2 separate regions of the Canis lupus genome follow, and region 1 is linked to region 2. Evidence: chromatin contacts called from public Hi-C data. All regions are on one chromosome and are shown on one strand. The core of a region is the stretch at or near the end of the contact, and the rest is flanking DNA. Distances in the headings are between cores, read along the strand shown. Region 1 overlaps TEX2 (testis-expressed protein 2). Region 2 holds the start of MILR1 (allergin-1).

The links. Hi-C and Micro-C count contacts between places; a contact is called where the count stands out from the background.
Region 1: a Hi-C map of skin fibroblasts shows a contact between it and region 2, with 2.7 times the contacts expected there. The contact joins the enhancer-like site here to the promoter of MILR1 in region 2. A contact is called at or near these places in 4 of 9 Hi-C or Micro-C datasets (amygdala, blood and skin fibroblasts).

What each region holds. Positions count from the first base shown.
Region 1 is chr9:14,887,514-14,891,656 of UU_Cfam_GSD_1.0, forward strand. It overlaps TEX2 (testis-expressed protein 2), which reads left to right. Exons shown (of 14, transcript XM_038546863.1): 10 at 142-274. Among named protein-coding and RNA genes, the nearest start is that of ERN1, 28 kb to the right of the region's middle. Within about 2 kb of position 1,713, at least 3 of the 20 cell types and tissues checked have an H3K27ac peak or open chromatin away from gene starts, as enhancers often do.
Region 2 is chr9:14,672,755-14,676,466 of UU_Cfam_GSD_1.0, forward strand. It overlaps MILR1 (allergin-1), which reads right to left and starts at 1,273. Exons shown (of 7, transcript XM_038546858.1): 1 at 1,014-1,273. The coding sequence starts at 1,098.

The DNA.
Region 1 (4,143 bases), core at 463-2,962, 220 kb after region 2:
AGTACAGGCAATATAAATCTACAGGCTTTCAATGTGATACCTACTTCAGTACCTTAAAATGTAAGTTTTTATATTGTCACTTATAGTCGTGTTTTTGGCAGGGATGGGAACCTTCTGTTTTTTCACTGTTTCTCTCTCCAGGACTGTGGATTGATTTGGAAATGTCCTACAATGGGTCCTTTCTGATGACTCTCGAGACCAAAATGAATTTGACCAAACTAGGTAAAGAGCCTCTTGTTGAAGCCCTGAAGGTTGGAGAAATTGGCAAAGAAGGGTAAGGGGCCATACAAATTTACTAACCCATCCCCGGGGAACCAACCTCTTCCTCTAGCCTTTGGGAAGCAACTTGGATGTGTAATAGCCTCGGATGTTGAGTGAGCTTCCATGCAAGTACTTCTGGACCACAGAGGATTTCAGGGAGGGGTTCCCGACTTCCATCTCCCCAAGACTGGGAGTCCCCACCTCTGCTCAGCACCTTTTGGCCTCATTGCTGCCAGGGGGGCACACAGAGCAATTATTCAGAAAGCATCATTGACTCAGACCAGTAGGGCAGGCTCATCTGCACAAGAAAATGCTCTGTGAAAAGAATCCTCATTCAGAAACTTCCTCTGTCAACTTGCAGCCACAAACAGCATTGTGTGGGAAGGCTAAGGTCCCTGGAGGGGGCGGGGGGGGGGGGGGGGTCGGTCCATCTGCTTTAATCATAAAGTCTAAATTATTTCAATTGATCTTGTAGCCAACAGGGTGCTTCTAAAGTGTTTTGAGATGTATTTTCCTTAAATAATAAAATATTGATTTACTTAGTAAATTCCTCTTTGTAGAAGATATTGCATCTGCTGCCCACAGTTTGTTTGATTTAGTAAATATTTCAAATTCGTGAGATAGGTAATAAAGGTTTATTTTTTCCCCCTTAGAGGCCTAGAATGGATAAATTGGAACTTTAGTTTTCCATACACCTTAAAATACTCCTTTATATTATTGTTTTGACCAAACTAAAAATACTGATTAGAGTCTACTTCTCACATTTTTATCTGTTGGCATGGAATTAACAGTACAATGACAGAAAAACCCCACAAGGAGCCACCTTCGCAGGGTCTATATATAAGACACACAGACTCTTAGATTTTTGCTTGGTTATGATGCTGACCTAGTGCTTGTATTCATACATATGGTCATAGCAGATTGGCAGAGGGGGGGATGGTTAGACATTTGAGAATGTGCTTTTACTTAGATTATTCTGATTTCTCCCAGTTACTTAATGAAATGTTATTTTAACAATTGGAGAATTTCCCTACCTGTATGCAATCTAACCTGTATCTGTGCTGTTTTCCTTTCACTTTTCTGCTATTTGTTAAAATGTGTTTGGATTCGGCAATCTGTGGATTGTATTTTCTGGTGAGTGGTGTTTATCAACTCTCCATGTAGCATTTCATACCCTGTAGGTGCTGAGTCTTGTTTGGTCCCATGTGACGCCACTAGGAAGCTTGTCGTTTCATCATGTCCCTGAACATAAAGGCTCAGTTTGTAGACCTAAGAGGATTGAGGTCAGAGTACATAAGAGGCTTTCCTGGGAGGGAAAGTCTTGCCAACTTCCCTCATCTGAGTTGCTGGTGTTTTGATCTAGTTCTCTAATCAGACTCAATTTCCTGTGTCTGGACGCCCCCACCCCACTGCCATGCACAGCTGTGTATTAGCTGCCCAGCCTGTAAGACAAAGCACCATGGGCAGAAGCAGCCTTGAAAGTGAGTTCTAACTATACAGGAGAGGACAGAGCAAATGTCAGAAGCCTTGTGGAAGGAGTCCATTCTCAACAGCACAGGGTGACTGGACTCCTTAGAAAGGGGTGTCTTGGGTAGCAGACGGGGCCCCAACACAGCCAGGTCCCTGAGATCTTGGCCATTTAGGTGTGCCACGTTCATGTGACTCTCTTGGCACAATTTCAAGTTCATAAACCTTGGCTGATCAAAGAGGATGGGCATGTTTCTGAGTAAGCAGTGCTTCTCCAGACTACATGAAAAAAAAATCCTCTGCTTTTGGAATATGATGGTATATTTTGTAATATACTTCTGAAGTACCATTTTTGTCCTAGTAGAGCGGGTATAAAATGTTTTGCCTCTTCCTATGGTGTTACGTTATATGTTGATGGGTAATTGGCTGTCATTTAATTTTAAAAGCAAGGGAAAAAACCCATTCCAAGTACTTCATTTGAGAGAAAAAGGCCTAGAAAGATAGATCTTTAACTTTATATATATATATATAAAGGACCCCTTTAGGAATTCAGGAGTTCTGGATCCTCCCTGAAAATGTCTATACCTGTACGGTTTTGACTCACAATTTCTGGGAGCACTGAGAGCCTCTGAAAGCCCATCCATAACTAAGAACCTAATCCCAGAAGAGATTCTAGAACCCACTTCATCACTTCCTCAATCATGAGCACATCAGAATCCCCCTAAGTCTAAATACTGAGAGACCGAAATTCCTTATTGGCAAATCTCTCCAAAGTGGAGGCTGTGGCTGGGCCTCTGCTTTGTTTCATGGCTTTCTTTTCAGTCCCCTTCAAGTGTGCAAATGACTGTGGCCTGGGGAGTCTCTAGAAGAAGCTGCTCAACCTGTGAGAAGCCCCACTTATTGTTAGAAAGTTTGTTCATGTCCTCACGTTATTATCCTGAGGATGATAGTGAGAAATGCCAATCTGTGTTGCTTTATTCTAGTGAAGTCCTTTCTCTGAAATATGTCTTTATATCTGTAGACATTTTTCCTTTAGTCTCTATTTCCCAAATAGCCACCCTCTTACATATTGTAGTTTACATCACCTTGGGGCAATAAGGTGCTCAAAGTGGAATTCAGGTAGTAACTTTAGGAAGTGACTTGAAGAGGACCAGAGTGAGTCAGTAAGGGGAATTTTTTACAGGCTGGCTGCTCTCTAAAGGAACTGTGGCTTTGGAGGCACTTGGCCAGTTCATGTTCTTCCACTGCAGCCTGGGTCTGGTGGGACAGTCCCCATAGGGGGGCCATTGTGACCTCTGAATTGGGTCCCTAGGTCACAGTATACTCCCAACCACCACAACCCTGAAGCTCCTGTGTTTTGTGAGCCAAGTGCCTGCAGCCCACACTGTGACTTGGTCTCGCTCTGTGGGTATACGCACATGCATGTCTGTGGCAAATGAATGGTGCCAATTTCACTCCCAAGAAAATACATTCTCCTGTGTGGCCACCTCACTGTGCTGTTTAATCTAATTATGCATCCTTTTTTTTTTTTTTTTTTTTTTTTTTTAGGATTTTATTTATTCATGAGAGAGACAGAGACAGAGACACAGGCAGAGGGAGAAGCAGGCTCCTTGCAGGGAGCCTGACGTGGGACTCGATCCCAGGACTCTGGGATCACGCCCTGGGCTGAAGGCAGTGCTAAACCGCTGAGCCACCAGGGCTGTGCTTAATTCACTTTTTCTTATGTATCTGACTCCAAGTTCATATCCAAATAGATTTTTAGCAGAGGCAGCAAAACTAGAATTAGCCCTTTAAGGTGGCTCTTTGAAAGGATATCATAGCTGGATTCTAAGAAGCATTTTTAAAAATTAGGCTTATTATGTTTAGCACACCTTATTTAAGAATGTGCAGTGTATTTTTCTCTGAAGTTCATACTGACATCATGATATCATAAAATGCATGTTCAGTTATAAAACTGAGTAACAGCCAAACATTTAGTTACCCATTTAATTAGTTAAGTATTGGGTGCCACATAGAGGTACTGTTTGGTCAAAATCAGAATTTCATGTCACCTAATCTACTTTAACTGATAGGGCATTGTCTAAATTATTAACTTCAGCCACAAAAATTTATCCTGTTCTCTATCCTGCAGAGGATTAATTTGGGAACCTGAGAGCTCTCTGCAGTGCTCAGCCTTTGGCATCTTTTGCTTCAAGTCTGGAGGCTGCCAGATGACAAATACCAGTGGGGGGGACAGGAGGGGATGGTGGCTCAGCAGGTTTCACTGCAGTCCCAGATCTCAAGGCAGCTTTTTTAGTGCTGCGTGGATGGGGAACAGGCTACCTGTGCAGTCAGGACACAGACTCCTCATCTGATAGCTCTAGGTCTGAGACCCAGGGAGCCTAGTCATTGTATTTATGGACAAGGAAAATGGAT
Region 2 (3,712 bases), core at 23-2,522:
GGCTGAGTCATATTACCAAGCACCATGAAAAAGGAGCCAAGTCTACATCTACTGCTTACAAGGATGTCTGTGATTATTGTTATCTAAAAAAAGGACAAGTCATGAAGGGTTTGTTTACTATGGTACTGAACAGAGAATGAATGACTGTTAATAGTGGTTGCTTCTGGAAGTGGAAGAGAACTGTAGGGTATCACAGCACTTTCATATTTCATATAGTAACAACAACCTGGCCTAGCATTTATTGACGGCTCACCATACACCAAACACTGTACTGAGGGACATGGCTTGTCTCACTCAGTCCTGACAAGAACCCTCCCCTAGGTGCTTTTATTTTCCCAACATCACAAAGGAAAGAGATTAAGTGGTTGCATCATGCACCCAGGCTTCCTGCTGGAAAATGGTAGAACCAGGGTTAGGACCATGACCCTGGCTGGTCTAGCTCTATGATGATAAACTGCCTCTCAGTATATATTTTTATTTTGTTGCTTGAATTATTTTACAATGATTACGTGTTGATTTTCTACATTAAAAGAAACAACAACAGCAGGGACACCTGGCTGGTTCAGTTGGTTAACCTTGACAACTCTTGATTTTGGCTCAGGTCATGATCTCCAGGTTCTGGGATGGAGCCCCACATCCGGCTCTGTGCTCCAGTGGGGAGTCTACTTGAGATTTTCTCTCTCCCTCTCCTTCTGCCCCTCTCCCTGTTCACACACACACTCTCTCTAAAATACATAAATAAATCTTTAAAAAACAACCTAGAAAGAAAGAAAAATATTTCTTTGTAAAAACAATCTCAATATTTATCTCCAAATCTCAGGAAAGAGGCTTCAACTCCCTGCTTCACATCTCATCATTTTAAACTGTAGGTTTTTGAGAAGACTTGACTCTGGTTGCTCATCTAAAAGCATAGAAAGACTTATTCATGAACAGTCGTGTTGAAAGTTGACCATCCCCACTGTGTCGGTGAAAATGGTTTCCGTAAAAGAGAGAAGGAAGTAAATGAAACTTACTGTTTATTCCTCTTGTCTCACAATCCAGAGCAGCTTTTTGAAGTGAAAGAGAGAAAAGGAACGCGAGAAAACTCCTTTTCCACATCACGTTGGTTTGGAGATGCAAGCTTCAAAATGGTAAATAAGCCTTACATGTGGGAGAAGAAAAGAAGCCCCAAAAGAACAGTTTATTCAAATGACTCCATATTCTGTCAGAAGAAATCAGAGAGGGGGGCAAAGGAGGCGTGGTGGCCCCAGGGTGGTGAGTCATTCAGGGACTTCCTCTTTTTTGGCCAAGTTAAAGAAATTAGAGTTGCTGGGACAAGCTTAAAACAATATGACTGGGTGGTTTGACCAACCTGTGTTCCCTCAATGAGTTCTTATACAAAAAGAGAGAGATGTGATAGGTTGCCCTAACTCTGGCTGTCTGGAAAGCTGGACAGTGGGAAGAAGAAGGAAAAATTTGACTGTGATATTGTCTTTGTGAATCAGATGTCTCTGATCATCTCTCTCTGGATTCGGCCTATATCAAAAAGAATTTAGTGGAAGTTTGGTTTAGTTTTGGGAAGCAAATACTGACTGTCTGGAGTAGATATACACAAACAAGGCATCAGAAATGCCTGTTACATGCCGATTCCTAGGCCCCACTCCACACTTAATAGAGATAAAACCAGGGGGGATCCCTGGGTGGCGCAGCGGTATGGCGCCTGCCTTTGGCCCGGGGCACGATCCTGGAGACCCGGGATCGAATCCCACGTCGGGCTCCCGGTGCATGGAGCCTGCTTCTCCCTCTGCCTGTGTCTCTGCCTCTCTCTCTCTCTCTGTGACTATCATAAATAAATAAAAATTTTAAAAAAAAAAAAAAAAAAAAAAAGAGATAAAACCAGGGGCTCTGAATTATAAGAAGGGCCTAGCAGTATCAGAGTCTCTACATCACAATCCAGAGGGGCTTGTGATTCACTTCTACTCAGTCTAGAATTCCCCTGGCTCTGTGATATGTATGCAGAAGTAAAGCCACATATTCCAGTGTCACCAGTCTGAAGTGGAAAATGGAAAGTGTTGAGGGGCTTCCCAAGTGGAAGGAGCTATGACCTAGCCAGGTCACTTTGGTAATGATTTCTGTTGGCCTACCCTATAGGTCTTGCACTTTCCTGTGGACAGCTATCCTCTCTGCGGAGAAGCCAATTCCCTGCCCAGGTACATATTCTTCTGGGACATTGTCCAAACTCCTGTATTCACTCACAGAATTACTCCTTGCTTGGGCTCTCTAGATCTCATCCTCTGGAGGTCAGTCATTCTAGGTCCATACCTGGCCACCGCTGGGGGACTGAGCAAAGCCACGGTCTGCCACTCGGCCACCACTGTCTAGAGGCAAATCATTGGGTAACTATTAGTGCCTAGAAGGCCTTTCTTCCCTTCTGACAGTAAAGGTTACTGTTTCAGCACCTACTCTTCTAAAAAGCACAACCCTCAGTGATTGTCAGTGATTTTTCACATGAGAATATGATATTGGTGATAATTTCTCTCACTAAAGAGTGGGAGGGAAAGAACCTCACAAGTTGAATCTCTGGGGAAGTGATCCTTAATATCAGAATTTTTGCCAGAAGAAATTGGAAGTTTTGTAGGCATTGCTGCTTTGCCACTTTCTCACCAACATCTTCTGCATCCTTGCCTGGGTAGGGCGGCGGGGCTAGCCCTGGGGAACTTTAATGCCCAGAAGGAACAAGGTGGGGGGTGATTAAGGGGGGACTTTCAGAAAAGCTGATGTGTCTGGGGCATTTTCCCCATGTGAAATTCAGCTGGGTCAGGAAATTTGCAGACCACAGCTTGGACACAAAGAGAGCAGAGAAAACCAGAGCAGAGGAAGTGCTACTTACAGCTGCCAGCAAACACTAGTTGCTAGGAGGGCTTTAGCGAGACACCAGAAAAAGAAAGTAATTTGTCGAAGGTTACAGAATAAATCAAGAGTGAAGTCTCAAATGGAAAAAAAAAGAAGTTTATCCATGGACCTGTTACGTTTACTAAGAATAAAGTTAGTTATATTCCTTTCTGTTGGCTAAGAGCTTTACACTGATAATCTCATTTAATCCTTATAAAATCTCTATGAGGTATGCAGAGGTATTAAAAATATTTAACAACCAAAAGACAAAACAAAACAAAACCCACACAAAAACAAAAAACAACAAAACAAAACAAAAAAACAACCAGCAGAATAATGTAAATACATAACTCAATTAACAGATCAAAAATTTTAAACTATATCCCACCACCACCCCTGTTTTATCTCTAAGTAAACTAAGCCATACACGTTTGTATGCAAATTGTTAATCAAATCATTCCCGTAATTTCCAAAATTTTGAACTGAACTTTTCCAATAAATTCCTTGAAATAGATGGCCATTGGATAACGTGTAGTCTCAAATAAATAGAGAATTTCTCTTCACATCAAGAATATTGTTCATGGCGTTAAATCTTCAACCCCTGGTAAGCAATAATAATTTTAAGTTTTAAAATATCCTAGCCCTAATCATGATTTTTGTAATTTTTTTAAATCCAATATTTCTATTATCTTATATTTCTAAATCACAAAAGTCATTTAATCCATTGGTGTAATATTTATCCTTCCGTAGAACTTTACAAATACCATTTGGTAAAGTAATGGGATTCAATAAATGTAAGTGACTTTAGAATTCATTTATTTTCACTTCTGCCCCCAGATAG